Regions from separate parts of the Drosophila melanogaster genome. Here region 2 is linked to region 1. The links are chromatin contacts, called in public Hi-C maps. All regions are on one chromosome and are shown on one strand. The core of a region is the stretch at or near the end of the contact, and the rest is flanking DNA. Distances in the headings are between cores, read along the strand shown. Region 1 holds the start of rpr (reaper). Region 2 holds the start of MYPT-75D (Myosin phosphatase targeting subunit 75D).

Region 1 (7,960 bases), core at 3,441-5,940:
TTATCGCCATATCAGTTTTCCGTTCCCCACCACTTCATGTATCGCTTTTTGCGCCGGGTGTACGAGTGGAGAAAAGGAGATAGATAGAGCACCAGTGTCCGAATCCCGAACACAGTTATGCACATGTTCTACCCAACCGCCAGACGGCGAGACGATCACCAAGGCCCCCCGCCCTCCCCACCATGCCGCTCGAAAATCAGCAGCAAAAAAGCAAGTGTGACTGGAGTAGGGCTAACGACTAGCCAACACCTCTTAGTTCAAATTAAGAGAATATTAAAAAATAATATCTTTAATATAACATATGCATTATATATAATATATATATTATTATATATAATATTACTTATAAATAATAAATCTATTTGTGCTTCTACAATATAAACAAAATAATGATTGCATATAATAAGTAATACAGTTTTGTATGAAGACAACCGTTTGAAATATATACGACTGATATACCTGTGATCAATTAATGAGTAACAGAAGCGGAGAACTCACCGGCTACAAACAGTCGTTAAACAACATTAAATGGGTCTCGTTTTGGGCTGTGGAATGAGAGCATGCGCGGACTCCGCTCAGAAACCCCCGTCTCCATCCAATTCCCATCTCATCCACCGATGTGTTCGCGGTATGACTCATCCCGAGAATCGGGACTGGGGTCTGGTGTCTTGGGTCTGGGAAACGTAGCTCCTCGGCGGTGCGCGCTTTAAGCTTCCGACCCAGACGATCGGATGGCTGGAGATCGGGATCGGTTTGGGTCGTCTGCCTAAGCAGCCCTCAATGACAGGCGTTACAAAATGAGTGAATAGAGGAGATTGCGCTGGGGAAGGGGCTTTGGGATAGGGATAGGGGCTACGGGAAAAGGTAGGAGAGTGAGTTAATGACCCGAGCACTACGGATCACTTGGCAATTGTCTTTGTTTCTTTGCCCCGTCTGGGCTTTCTAAATGGGAAATCAAATAAAACGAAATATACATTTCTGACAAGATCGAAAGGGAGACCAGAAACCAGACCACCAGTTGGGATCATAAAAAATTAACACAAATTAACGAAACGAAGCCGCAGCCGAAAAAGATACCCAAACACCAAAGTGTGAGAAATTGAGAGTTTTCGAGATTGAAAACAGTGCGGGAGCAACAAAGAGATGACAATATTCTGTTCGAGAACGTTGCGCAATTCTTGGAATATTATTAAGCATTGGCTGGGGGCGGGGGGAGCAACCTGACTGAGAGGAAACTTTAAGAATGAGTGATGATTTCGGCCCAATTATTTTATTACTGCATATAAGGATAGAGGAAGGAGGTTCCAATCCTGCAACTTTACTCCAACGGTTTTCGTTTAATATTTAAATAATGGGTAATGCAGGGAATATATAGGAAAATTTAAAATATAGGTCTAAAATAAATTGTAATGTAAAAGCTATCAATTTATCCACTGAATATAACATAAATGATCCAATAGTAGAATTACAAATGAAATGGAACGAGAGAAAGCTGAAACTACTGCACTAAATTGTTATTATACGGTTGGAACTAATAGCTAACAATTTAATAATGAACAACCTGTAGATTTGGTTGAAGTACGGATTATACGATGAGTATTGTGCATGACACAGCAGTTTGATCATAAAGGTACAAAGAGATGATTGCCAATCTAGTATTTAATTCTTTTCTTTTATTTGCCAAGAATGATTGTAGATACCCTATAAAACGGTACAATAAAATAAAAGCAAAAATTAGGGGAATTGCGCAAGTTATCGCATTGTTGATATTACTCATTAGCATTCGTGAATGTTACGAATGTTTTGTATATGTACGTACAATGTGTGATATGTAAGACATACCGATTTGAGGCAGTCCCAGACAAAGACAGAGACACGTCACAAGCTGCGGAGAGGAGTAAGAAAAAAAAACTGATGAAATTATCGCTAAAAATTTGCTTTCATTTGGGAATATCACGTTGGATGCCTCATGAAATGTAAAGTGAATTTCTGGAATCCCAATCAGAAACAGGATCGGCAAACTTCCGGGTAGATCGAAAATTCGATTGACACACTTCCCAGGAATGAATATCGTATCATGTGGGTCATTTAACATGTAGATTGAAAACTCAATCGAAGAAACATAATCCAATTTGACAAACTCAATAGGCCACAAGACACAAGTTAAATTGAAAGTCAGGCAGTTATCTATGCAAATGATATATGGGTTATTAAACAAGTCGAGATTCGACTTTGCCTGTTGCACCCCAACCGGAGGCATGCATTATTTGAATAAAAATGACAATAATTACCCGCATTATCCCTTAAGAAAATACAAGTACCCAAAATCGTAGATAACTATCTGTTACTTTGAAAATATCGCCTCATTGGGCAATTAGAGATTTAGATCAGAATCTTAAGGAAAGAAAAACTGAATGAAGTCTGTGATAAAGGCCTTGAGAGGATAATCATCGAACTAATTGACATTCGACAGCCTCAATTATGACTGATGCGCAAATTACCGCAGGTTACCGCGAAGGACATACATTTAAGGGATAACGTTAGCCATGTTTCGGTTAACTTAAGGCCCTTTCTGGCTCCACCCTTCTTGGCAATGATTCAGCTACATAAAAAAGGTCCCAACCTAAACTCCGCCCCAGAAAACGAAAGCAGACCCAAAACATAAATTTCCAACTTGAACCACATTGGTCGTCCCCCAAAACGTGCGAAAGAGAGGGAATGCCCATTTTTCGGCTTCCTCTTTTTGCCCGCTGGAGCAGAAAACGCTGTTAGAACGTAAGCCACGCCCAACTGTCCCGGATTTATATATGTTGTATGTGTGTGTTGACGCGAACCCGGAAAGAAAAGACTCATGAAAAAATAACTATAGAGTCGAATGGTTCTGCTGTGCGACTAGGACGGCAGTGTGAAAGAAAGAGAACGAGCACGCCCGGCCGAGGAAAGTAGAGTAGTTCCTTCAACAATAGACCTAGACATCAGAGCTGTGGAGAGGTGGTCGCTATAGACGATGACGCAGAACATCCCCCAAAGTGATGGCTATTCTCTATCACAGTGGAAACACTTGAGACGCACGTCGTAAGATTCGGCTGTTTGCCTGTGTGTGGGTACGGTATTACGGTACTACGGCTTTGTGGGTGGAGTTTGAATGGAACTTAAAACTCATCGCGGTTCTTTGGGTGGGGTAAAAGATTTTAGAATTATGCAGGTGGAGTTTCAAGAGCTAATTTTCTATTACATATATATATGAAATTTATTTAAACATCATAACGAAATTAAGAACAAAACAATAGTATGTTTATGGGTAATCCGACTTAGATACGATGAAAAATGATGAAATATGTATTTACGTCATTAAAGAGAAAGTTTCAGTTGAGATTTAAAATGTAAACGACCTATATATAATAATGCAGAATATATATTATTAAAGATAATTTCAATAAGCTTCCTATATGTTGGAAGAATACATTGTTCGGATATCATATCCATCAGGAAGGCAATTAATAATACTTTAAGCCGCAGGGAAATTTTCGTGTATGATTTCCAACGAAAACATTCATATCGTATCATATCATATCCGTCTGGTTCCGCTCTAATGAAAATGAATAAAATTGCACACGAAATATAATGGGACGAGCCCATTGTTGTCAATATACTGTATATGGCCTTTAATTTATGACATTGTCATAATTCTTAGTCGGAAGCTTCGGATGATTGTGTAAACACTTGTAGAGCGCGAGATACTGATAAAGAGGGATCTATCTAGATATGGCAGGTGGGCTGGTCCATGGAAAAGAGAGAAAATAATTCAAGAAATGGAACGGAACTCTTCCTTGCCCACTTGCCCATATTTCAAGTGAATCCGCCTCCCACTTGTTATAATACCCTTACAAGAAGCTATTCTGCTTAATTATGTAAATAGTTTGTACTTTAAATGTTGTACTATTAATAGCATCAATGTGTCCAACCTAAAAAATATTGGTTTTATTTTTCCATCATTTTTAGTTGGAATTTTCTTATTAATTACAATTCAAGAATTTAATCATATTATAGAAAATATACTGGCGGTAATAGCTAAAAGGACTTTTTGCTGATTGACATAGATGAAAATAAATATTTTTAATATTTAAGAAATGAAATTCGAAGGATTAATATGAAACCGGCTAGATGGTTGTACTTGGCTGTTATCAGGTATCCGGCTTAGTTTAGTTGCTAATCACTAATGGGTAGCTAGTGTAAATAATGTTAATCTTAGAGGGTATTCCAAACTTTAGTCGTGAAGCAACTCTTGTATGTCTTTCTCTGTCGAACTCCTTGATGAGAAACGATTGTCATGCCCCGACGATTTAATACAATTAATATGCTAACTGTACTTCTCGCCGCACACAGTTACAACAAAGGCGCTGCCACCAACCTGGCAACAACAACACAACCTCATACAAAAACACGCTTGGCAACAGGCGCAAGGTGGCCCCGCCCCCGCTCACGATGAAAAGTAGTACTTTTTTGGGAGCTGCGAATGAGACGATGTCAACAGAAATACCAAAACAAAAAAACCCCAGCCAGAGAGCCGAAGAGCGAAGAAGGCCAAAATGAGCAGCCACCACCAGAAAAACAGAGAACAAGGCGGCGTGAGAGAACCAGGTATAAATAGCCTCGGAGCACTACTCAATATATTCAGTTGAAAAGCAACCATCGCAGCGAACGCATCTCGAAAAAATCATTGAATAAGAGAGACACCAGAACAAAGTGAACGAACTCGAAAATACGAAAGAAAAGTGTGTGCGCCAGCAACAAAGAACTAACTCGATAAATATTCATTGTGCAGAAGAGAAAGTTATTGAGTCACTACCAGTTGTGTAATTCCGAACGAGAAGAAAGATAAACCAACAATGGCAGTGGCATTCTACATACCCGATCAGGCGACTCTGTTGCGGGAGGCGGAGCAGAAGGAGCAGCAGATCCTTCGCTTGCGGGAGTCACAGTGGAGATTCCTGGCCACCGTCGTCCTGGAAACCCTGCGCCAGTACACTTCATGTCATCCGAAGACCGGAAGAAAGTCCGGCAAATATCGCAAGCCATCGCAATGAGGATTCGAGTAACTAACAAATACGGGGAAAACCAATAGTCCAGTCCAAAATCCAGAGTACAAAGGAAATAAGCATGAGCCAACCCAAAACCCAAACACAGTCACCACTCATCAGCCGACGGCACTCGATTTCTACTGCAGTCAAGGACACAGAGCCACAACACCCACCCAATTTTAGTTTACTCATCAAAGCGATTGTGATAATGGTTTTGTTTCTACAAAAAAGCGGAGGAAAAATTTGAAAAAATAACGTTTTTATAAAGTCCCCAATTTTTTACAAAAATGTTTCAATGATATAAATCAACTTTTTTAGAAATAATTTACTCTTAAAGCCTATTTAAATGAATTACTACTGTAATAGTTTGTAAGTTCTTTTGTAAGACGAGTTTTTCTAAGTTTTTTTTAAGAAGAAACCCCAGAAAAAAACGAAGATGAGTCGAAGTTGGCTAAAAATTGCATCAATTTTTTGTCAAACAAAAAGTCAATAAAACAAAAACAAAAACTAAAAAAATTGTTGGTTTTTCATTTACTTAAATATTTTCAGATTACCATTTATAAGATTTAGATACAAAAAGCGAAGAAAGCCTAAGATGATGTCTCGAAAAACTGAGTTTGGAACAAGCACATTTTTTATTTCATTTCGCCGACGGTAAAAGGAACTTTCTAGAAGGCTGTTTAATAATCAGTGAAATTATCGGTGGTTGTGAAAATTATTTTACATGTGTTTGGTTAGGAAACGTTAAAGATTTTTTTTTGTTTTGAAAAAGTTTTTCATTTGATTTCCGGCGTTCGGTGACAGAGTCCGCTTTGAAATATATCTTAATAAAATATTAAGATTGATATTGCCGGAAATAATAATAATAATAATAATTATAATAATAATAATAATTTAGTTATAATAATATTAATGCAAGCTAATTTCTTGAATTATTGTAGAACGAATATAATTATAAATCGGTATTACATATAATAGAATCTTAACCACATTATTTTTAGTTTTGATATAAACTATTTGTTGTAGAAAGTTAAACCACGTTTTTATTAGTCACTTTCCAGACAATAGATTTATTTAAACTTCATTGTTCTTTAGTTTTCGATATCTTATCGATATGTATATTTAGACATGGCTAGATCAACTCCAAAAACTGGAATATTGTTAAGATCAATCACATCAATTGAATTAGGATATGTATGAATATTATAATTCTATATAATAATACCACTTCTACCATTAGATATTTTATTTTTAATATAAAAAAATGAATTCCCAATTTCTTGGAATGTGCAAAGTTAAGGGAGAATGAGTCTTTTAGTCCAACTTTTCCACTCTGAGAAAAACTTTTCAGCCACTCCGACAACATTGTTCAACACAAACGGCAGCAAGAAAACACACAAAGAAAATTCAATTATGCAAAAAGGAAATACAAAAATATTTGCCAAGATTTTTCGATGCAGAAACTTTGTAACAAGAGAGAGCAGGCGGGGGAGTTGCCCCTACGGCAGTCTTGACATCTTTTCCCCTCTATAATTTCAAAAAATTAGGTGCTAACAAAACAATTTGCATTTTTAAGTTAATTTTGGCAAGCGCCAAATGGCAGGGAAAAATTCGATGTGCAATTCTTGAGGGTCTCGTCATCAGCTCGAAGGATATGACTCTGTGTTCCGCGAACGCGGCCAGGACTTTTAATTAAACTTTTGCACTTATGCAGCTGCCATATCCTTGCACATCCTGCAGTTCAATTCACTTTGATTGCCCGAAAAAAGTTAATAAAAGTTGGCAAAGCTCGCGCAAAAAGAAATCAGAAATTTCACTTTGCCAAACAAAACTAATTAACGTTAAACAGATAAAACTTTTGCCCACGCCAGCCGGAGTGGCATATGAAAAATAATTAACACAAGTTTATGATTATGTTTGAAGCTGCGCCAAACGTCGAGCGATTTGTAAGCGAAGTGCTGTAAAAATCACAGACGAAAAGCATTTAATCCCTAGCAGCAAATTCTTCCAAACTTTTATTTCTGTCTCTGCTGTTAATTAGTTCGAAAAGTGTTTCTAATAATGCCAAAAAGATGCAAAAAATACAATGGAGCCCGCTTAGAGTTAAGTGAACTCGAATCAAAACAAAACTTTATCCATAAATTTCCAAGAACTATTTTCGGTCAAGAGGTGCAGCCCTTTTTTTATGTTTGGGGTCTTAGCCTTGACTGATCTTTATCCGTTTGTGGTTCCATCGCTCTGCTTACCTTCCACATAATTGTCTGGCATGTTAGCCAATTTTTCGTTCCATACTTTTTGTTTGAATAGAACAGGTAAAAGGTAGGAAGGAACACAAATAGTCCGATTCTGCGGATACTCGTGCAGAAATTAATGAAGACCCAAAAAAAAGGGTCCACTGGCAAATTCCCAAACCAAATCGAAAATTTAACAGTCCGAAGTTGGGATGCCTTGTTGAAAGACGGCGGATCATTGCCATTTTGTTCATATTCGCTTTATTTCAAGTAAACATTTGGAATCTTTCTGCGTTTTCAAATATTGTTGGGGCTTCCTTTACTTTTCATTTCTCGTGACTAGGAAACCCAAGACTATACTCTTTGGCAATCTTTGTGGTTAATTCTTTCAATATCCCTTCAAGTTTTTATGACAGAAAGCGATGGAATATAATTAAATCAAATCGAATCGAATCAGCCATGAACTAATGGCACGCAGACTAATGTCATTAGGTCGGACAAAGTAGAAATGCTCCTGTTCCGAAATTATGATAGCAAGGGTCCTTGCCCAAGGATTAGCCAAAGGCCTGTGCGTGTGCTTGTCGTCTAATCAATTGGAAAACTCCACCGAAATTCCACCTCGTCTATTATGACAGTTGTGCAAATGGA
Region 2 (7,960 bases), core at 1,941-4,440, 230 kb before region 1:
AAGCTAATCAAGCTGAAATAAATATGGTCTTAGCCCATTAAATCTAGTTTGTATAATTTAAATATAATCCAGTTGAAGCATCGTCACTTTTATCTCTCCTTTGATTTGAAGTGATATTGTTTAATTCATTCACCACTTTTATGGACAACTTTTTCGAGAAATATACTTAATCTCTGACCCCGAATGAGATGATTAAACCTGGAAAATAGTACCGAAAGATTAGGAACGGGAGTGTGGGACTGAATCCTTGACGATTAAAGCGCTTGAAATGCCCACACACCATAAATTAAAGCCAACAAAAGCTGGCGCTGATTAGTTGGCCATCGATGTCAGCCAGGTAAATAACAAAGTTTAACAAATTACGTCAGGCTCGAGTCGAAACGGCCAATAAAAAATTTGCAAATCAATGCAAATGACGGGGCCAGCAACGATCGTTTGTGCGAGGGGCGATTGGGAACCGAGGGGGGGGGGGGGATGGGGTGCTTTGATAGGTGGCGGCACACAAAACCGAAAACAGAATTAATTAAGCAAAGTGTGATGGGAGCGGTGAGGCGGAGGAGGAAAAGGGGGAGGGCCCGAGATTAGCTAAAGATGTCAGTGTGTCACAAGGATGCCGATAAACGAGTTTTTCCCTCTTTCGATTTTGAATATTAGACAAATTGAATTAGTTTTTTTTTTTTTTTTTGCAACCGAAACAGGAAAAACGGGAAAGCTCAGCTAAATGCTGATAAAGAAGTTGAGATGCTCTGCAAAAGTCTGTAATACCCTGTAATATAATAATTAAAATGTTTATAAGGAATTTACTATATCTTAATAAAATTTATAAATAACTTAAATATTTTTCACAACAGGTGCATTTTGTTGCTCTGTATAATATAATATAGTCCGCACTGTTTACGATTTCCGAAAAACCTGCTCAAGTAAATTTTTGTTAATTAGCCCACTTTATAAGTGCCTCGGAAATCGGTTGGTCTTAATTTTATTGATAAAATATGGATTTGTTTTAGACCTGTTCCCCACCACACACTTTCTTTCTATTCATAAATCTTTCAATTCGTCTGTCTAATGAAAGTGCACTCGCAGCAGCATGCAACATGCAACACGGACGGCGGCGGCAACAGTTGCTGCAACAAGTTGCACTTGCATGTGCCACTGTGCAGTGAGGCGTGCAGGTGGGAGCGAGAGGCAGCACGGTGCGAGCGGGATGGCGAGTCAGAATTTTAGTTTAATGATTTGTAACCGGTTTTCGAGGTGGCAACTCCCGTGAGACGGCGGCTGCTGCATTTGCTGCTGCAGGGTTACCTCCGCCGCGCCCCTTCCCCAGCCACCGTGACCACTCCACTGTTTAATTACACTTCTTCCAACAACGAACAACTAAAAAATAATAACAATAGCGGAAGTTATACAAAAGCCGCAGCAGAACCGGCCATTTAATACGGCAAGAAGAATACAAAAAAAAAAAAAAAACGAACAAGGGTTGCGATAAGGCACAAAACTCGTCGACAAAGGGCGAAAAAGAGTGGAACTGCGGGCGCAAAACATGTGACGAAAGCAGTCGCCGGATTCGAGTTAAACAACATTTAACTGTTGTTTACACTCTTGATTGCCCTATCCCGTTCTAACTAGTGCAGAAAGCACTCATACACCAGTGTTACTTGCAGTTTGCAACACTGTACGGTTTATGATCTATCCAGAAAGTTTGAGATCATTAAATATCTTACTTGCAAATAATATTTCCAGTCAGTCCCAATTATAAAATTCCCAATATTAAATAGAAAATACTCCATTTAGACTCTTAGAATCGTGTATATTTTCAATTTGGCACTCTTTAAACCAATTAACAATTACAAGTGTGTAAAATTTAACTGAGAAGAGGTTTTACGGCATCGATCAGCTAAATTCAAGCAAAAATAGCACCATTATAATCGAAAAAAAAAATCAATTAAACAATTTTTTACTTTTTCAAGTTTCTACTTGAAATATTGGTAATGTTTTTGTGACCACTAAAACGAATCGCATGCATACAAGTTAACGAAACGTGTCGTTGCAAACGATACCCAAATAATTTGTCGCCTGCCTTAAAATGCGAAGTCGGCATGAAAATTAAACAGGCTTACCTCGAGTCCGGGTGCGAAAAAAAGGCCTTTAGAGCCATTCAAGTCCAATTGCAAGGCGAGACTTTCCGTTTTTGTTAGTTGGCTTTATTTTTCGATTGCAAAGTTGCTTTCAATCGAGTTGAAACGAATCGGAATCGAGTCGAATTGAAGCGCACAAAAGGCACCGACTGCAAATTGTAAAAAATTGTATTTATTATAGAAATTGACTTGGCGCACACTTTCACGGCACAATTAATTGGCTAGATTTTTCCGCATTTCCCCATCTTGGCCACTCCATCCTCCCCGCTCGGCAAACAGCTGGCCAACTTGTTTGCACACATTTCGCACAGTGGAGTAGAAACTTTCGCTCAAAACGGATGCAGCCAGAAAAAAAGGAGAAGATAGGAGGTGGGTGGGGGAGTTAGGAACTGGTTTCTTGTAACAGGAATTCTTTTTGCAATTTTTCCTTTTTCTTTTTTTGATTTGCTACTTTTTGCCTTTTTAATTTTCCATCAATTTGCACATTTCCGCGCGGCTGCGTTTGCGAATTTAATTTTATTTTATTTCATTTCGTTTATTTTTACAGAGTTTCCTCTGGCGCCCGACTTATTTACGAGTTGTTCTAATTTATTTTGTTGGCCCACAAACAAATATTTTTTTTTTATTATTTATCCCGCTCCGCACTTTCTTTCGGCATTTTTATGGCCCAAAAAGCGATCTGCTTTTTCCTCCTCTCTTTCGCTATTTATAACAGAACTCACGCACGCACACACAAACACCACAGGTGAAAATTAGTGCAGAAATCTCCGCTGATCGTACGTACGAAACATTTCGGTTAAATTGATTTCTTTGTTTGGCGAGCTACCATAATTTGTCGTGACCCAAGCAACGCGAAAAAAGGACCGCAGCTTGGAAAAGTAGCATAAATGTGACAGTATAACAGCCACTCGATTCGATCCCCAAAACAAACAATTACATTTCTGCTGATCGCTTCTCAAATGCCGACAGTTCTTCTCGCGTGCGCACTCAGACACTCAAAAATATTTCCGAGAGCAAGCCACATGCGTTACCGTTGATGTTTGGCGATATACTAAATTTTTTAAACGGTACGCCAACGTCAGCTGTTGAGGTTGCGATAGTTTTGCACAGAAATGAGATAGATATGTCTCGAATATCGAATAGATATCGATTAAAATGTAGATTTGAAAATTCGATATTCTTCAGACAGACTTGTTTAAAAATAATAAAAATAAGTAATTGCTTACAAGGACAGATTTTTTCTAGCATAGTGCCGAAATAGAAAGTAGCTATTATTTTTTTATTTAATATTAAATTGTACGAAGGTGATCTAAGATAGTCTAAAAAGATAGTTCGCACAAGGAAGATTTGGGCTTCTAGAATCTATCTATATAGCAGGACTTTTATGAAAAAACATACAGCAGAGTTAGTACCCGTCTTTGTCCTGACAGATCACCACAATCCACCTCCCCTTCCGCAACCGAAAACATTATTTTTAAAGAACAAATTTGATTAAAACGAGATTTCATTGAGCAAACTCGACAACGGAGCCCAACCCGCTTCCAAATAGATTACTGATAAGTAATGCTGATAAATTTAACTATTAATTAACTTTAATAAAAAATTTTCATAGAATTGACCCAGCACTGAAGCTCTAAAACATCGAACTGCCCGCAACGGACTAGCATTGCCCAGAATATGTATTGCATTGAACTTATATGCAACAGCATCTCCAGTTGTATTCAAATCAATTTTGAATTGACCAGGAGAACAGGAACATTCACTAAAGCGACATCCACAGATTCTCCTGCAGCGCAGTTCGATATGAACTTAGAAGTCGCCCTGGGTTTCGCCAAGTTTATAACACCACGGTCATACATATGTACATAAGTCTTCTTCTAACAGTTTTGGGTGCACTTACCCCGATCATCGATTTCTTTTGAAATAATTCAAACGTCCAAGTTGATATGGATGTGAACCATCTCTGACGTTCTCAAGAGTTCCTATCATCATAGTTCGAAAAGATTGGAAAATTCTTGAAATCTCCTAAAGTATCTTCTTTAAGTTATTACCCTTCATGGTGAATTCTTCCCTTACCTCACCCGAATGTTTCAATCTTACACAGGACAACGCAAACAGAATGTGGAGTCAAAATTGAGCTAACCAACTTCCATGTCCATGACCACTTACAATAGTTCTCCAATGTGCCTCCAATGTGAATTCTGATTTAATGGTAATTTCGTTTTTAAGGCAGCTAGAAAATAACACAACTTCGGAACTTTTGATTACATTAAATATGGCATCGAATGGACTTTTATTAAGTACCCTAAACTAGACAAAGGCATTGAGTTAAGTTTATAAATGACATAAACGCACGACTTAATTCACTATTTGGCAGATTTCTATAAGAACATACAATTACGCATACAAAATATATATAAACGGTGGGTGATCATTGCAGTTGAAAAACAAGTCCTCCTTTCTTTTGGCTGTGAAAAGGAGTTATTGCATAGATTGCCTATAAAATAACATATGTAGTTGCTACCATCTAGAACTGCGAAGGGTAGAGGTCAAGATCGGGTGGAGGGGGTGGAGCAGCAGGCCATGGACACATCCAGCGGGAGATCCTGCGAGAAGGCAAAGGTCGTGCTAGAAGTCTCGTTGAAGCCACTGTCCGCCCGATATAGCGGAATTCTGGCTCCTTGCTGTGGCATCGCAACCGATGGTGGCTCTGCTGGCTGGATGGAGCCCGCACCACCTTGTGTCTGATCCGCCTCCTCCTCCAAATTGGCACTAAAGGACTGCGAGAGATTCTTGCGTTGTGCGGAGCGATGTCTTTTATGTCCGCGCGGAGTATCTGAGTTGGAAGAGCTGCAGTTGAAGCTCACGGTCGATAGTTGCATGGCGTCCGCCTCCTCGTCATCTTCGGATTCAGCCTCCTCTTCCTCCCCCTCAGTTTCCTCGAAAAGCGGCTGATCCCCTGTCTCGATCACAACCTGTCGCGTGCTATTCACACGCAGCCGACGAACTCTCTGATTAATGCTGCAATCGGAATGCTCCAGTCCGCCGCCCATGGGCGAGGAACTCCTGTCTGGCGTGAACTTCAATGCCGTGCGCTCTGACAACGTGTCGTGCTGCTCCGTAACGCTGATCTCTACCTTGGAGTGCACCAATCTCCGACTGAGATGCTCCGACGGGGCAATGGGCGACGGCAGCTCCAGCTCGTGCATTAGAAGTTTCCTCTTTCCCGAGCAAGTACCATTATCGGGCGTGCCAGGCGGCAGTCCGCATAGGTTTCTAATGGGTGAAAGGCAGCCGAAGCTACTTTCCCCGGATGCGGAATCCGACAGTCTGCCAGCGAACATTGTTTGCTTGCCCTGCGGACTGGAGCCCACCATGGACCTCGATGGCTCTGCCGTGTCCTGTTCGCCCAAAACAATGACATTGTGCAGATCGAAGAGTTTCCGGCGCATGGAACTATTAAAGATGTCGGGACCACCACTTGACTTGCTCCTGCCAGACAAGCGGCCAGCCAAATGTGGCTGGAAGTACGGACGCAGGGCATCCTCTAGGGCTTTTGGCAATATCGGCGGCAAAGTAAGTTCCGTTTGCACCTCGCAATCCCGCATCCTTCGCGACTTATTCGATATGGGAGTGTTGTCCTCGCTGCAATTGAGTATTATGCGCTGTTTTCGCAATGGGCAATCCACCGGACTGGGCACAATGAGTGACTCCTTGAAAAAGGCACTGATGGCCAACTGGGCCTTGGATTCCTGCTCGGGATCGGGGGAATCGTGGAACTGGGTTTCATGGGGCTCCACGTCGGCGGGTTTTAGTTGGGAGACCTCGTCAATGTTCCACTCGAACTGGGTGGACGAGAGTTGGGGTGTCCGCGAGCGGAAAAGTGAGGGGCTGCCAGGAAAAGAGAGGGTCGCGTTAAGAGGATTTTTCGAGCAGACGAAAAACTCACCTGGCGATCAGTGGCAGGTGTAAACGATCGGCCATCGCTCCTTCGAAGGGATTCCGCACCTTGTGCAGCCTTTTCGGGGGCGGGGTGCACACATTTCCCGACATCTGGGGGCTGTATTTTCCATTTTCTTTGCCGCCATTCGTTGGCGTTGCCGACGCCGCCGACGAGTTGCTGCTGTTCGAGTGGCTGTTACGGCGCGCCCGGCACTTCAATCCGTTCACATTTGTAATGTATCGATTCTTGAGGGCTTGCGGCGTTCGCACCTCGTCGTTGTACATCTTTTTCAGTCACTAAGTCGCCTAATTTCGACTTAAAATAAAACAAGCGCGCCTGCTGCGACTCGCAGGCAGATGTCGGTATTTTCAAATGCAGCAGTGTTGTATAGCGATGCAGCGGAGTTATCGAATCGTTGGCAATTCGAAAAGCAGAATGCGAAAGTGAGGGATGTTCAAGGAAAAAAAGGTGCTAACGACTGATTTGTCACTTAATATTTATTTATTCGCATATCTAAAAGTGCCTGCAAATTATTTCGACTCCCGTCTAACTTTTAGTATTTTTATTTTGCGCGCCACCCGCTGCTTGCTGTCGATAACACATCAGCTGGGCGACTTTAACCGTTTTATAATAAAATGGGACCAGTCTAAAAATAAAGAATGGTTACTGGTATACAAAATTGTATCCCATTATAAACTTGAGGAATAAGTAGCTCGTAATTATCCGAATATGGATGCATTTCAATATTTGGGCTGCTAGAACCTTTTATTGTTCCTATAACCCGAATAGAGATTCCATTTCAATATAACTTTATCTTGAATGGTTTAGTTTACTTTCTATTTAAACTAATATTCCGTTTTAAATGTTTCAATACTCTTATATTAGAAAAATACCAATGCCAACATCTGAGTACGATTTCGCAACTGGTCACACTGACAGCTGTCTTCTACCAACACATATGCGCGCGTGTGTATGTGTTTGCGTGCAGTGCGAAATAGAAACAAGAAAAGCAAGCGAAAAATCACAGAAATTCACAAAAAAAAAGCCCAACTACTTCCAAAATTGGGCCGCCCGGCGAAGAACCGCAAAAGTGGCCAAAATTCGGCGAAAACAGCGCAAGTGTGACAAAGCATTCGTGCCGCTGCAGTCGTCGGCGAAACGGGCGAAAACAAAAGAGAATAGTGTTGATAGTAATACGAGCGTATTTAGCAGTAGCAGCAGCAGCAGCAGTGGCCGAAGCTTCGGCAGGGGAACGGAACGGTGGGCGGTGGGTGCAGAAGCGGGCCGGGGAACGGCCGAGAACGAAACACTAGCAGTAGCAGCAGCAGCAGCGACAACAACAAATGCCGGTCGCTTTATCACCGCCGATCTAATCAAAACAGTTAACAGCGACAAGCAGCGAGACAGAGTAGCAAAGGGCCACAGGGACGCGAAAAACCCCCTAGATGCCACCAAACATTTGCGCCTATCGGACTGCTTGCGTACCGTGCAAAAACTTGCTATTGAACTTGAGAGCGCCGACGCCGGCAGCGACGCCAGCGCCCAAGCCAACGCTAGCGCCGACGCCAGCAGCGCCGTCATGTCCGAGACGGGTTGTCGGCACTATCAAAGCTATGTGAAGGAGCACAGCTACGATACATTCCGGGTCATCGACGCCTACTTCGCTGCTTGCGTCAACAGAGATGCGCGCGAGCGAAAGGTGAGTTCAGTAGCGTGGAAGAGAGTGGGAGCTAGAATGAGTGCGCTACTGGCGTGGTGAGGTGAGAATGTGCGAGTGTGCGAAGGGGAGAACGCAATTACAATCAGAGGTGCGCCGTGAGTCACGTGAAAGGTCACTGACACCCCGGCTGTGGGATGACAGTGGCAGACAACGCACCGTTCT

What was found. Hi-C and Micro-C count contacts between places; a contact is called where the count stands out from the background.
Region 2: a Hi-C map of the Kc167 cell line shows a contact between it and region 1, with 5 times the contacts expected there. A contact is called at or near these places in 3 of 107 Hi-C or Micro-C datasets (the Kc167 cell line, the S2 cell line and wing imaginal disc).

Annotation. Positions count from the first base shown.
Region 1 is chr3L:18,395,165-18,403,124 of dm6, reverse strand. It overlaps rpr (reaper), which reads left to right and starts at 4,690. Exons shown (of 1, transcript NM_079414.3): 1 at 4,690-5,590. The coding sequence starts at 4,890. The coding sequence ends at 5,087.
Region 2 is chr3L:18,621,189-18,629,148 of dm6, reverse strand. MYPT-75D (Myosin phosphatase targeting subunit 75D) reads right to left here and starts at 3,190. Exons shown (of 9, transcript NM_140792.2): 1 at 3,073-3,190; 2 at 2,118-2,284. bora (aurora borealis) reads right to left here and starts at 6,457. Exons shown (of 2, transcript NM_140791.3): 1 at 6,085-6,457; 2 at 4,398-6,026. The coding sequence starts at 6,362. The coding sequence ends at 4,685. It overlaps not (non-stop), which reads left to right and starts at 7,020. Exons shown (of 5, transcript NM_001300177.1): 1 at 7,020-7,777. The coding sequence starts at 7,658.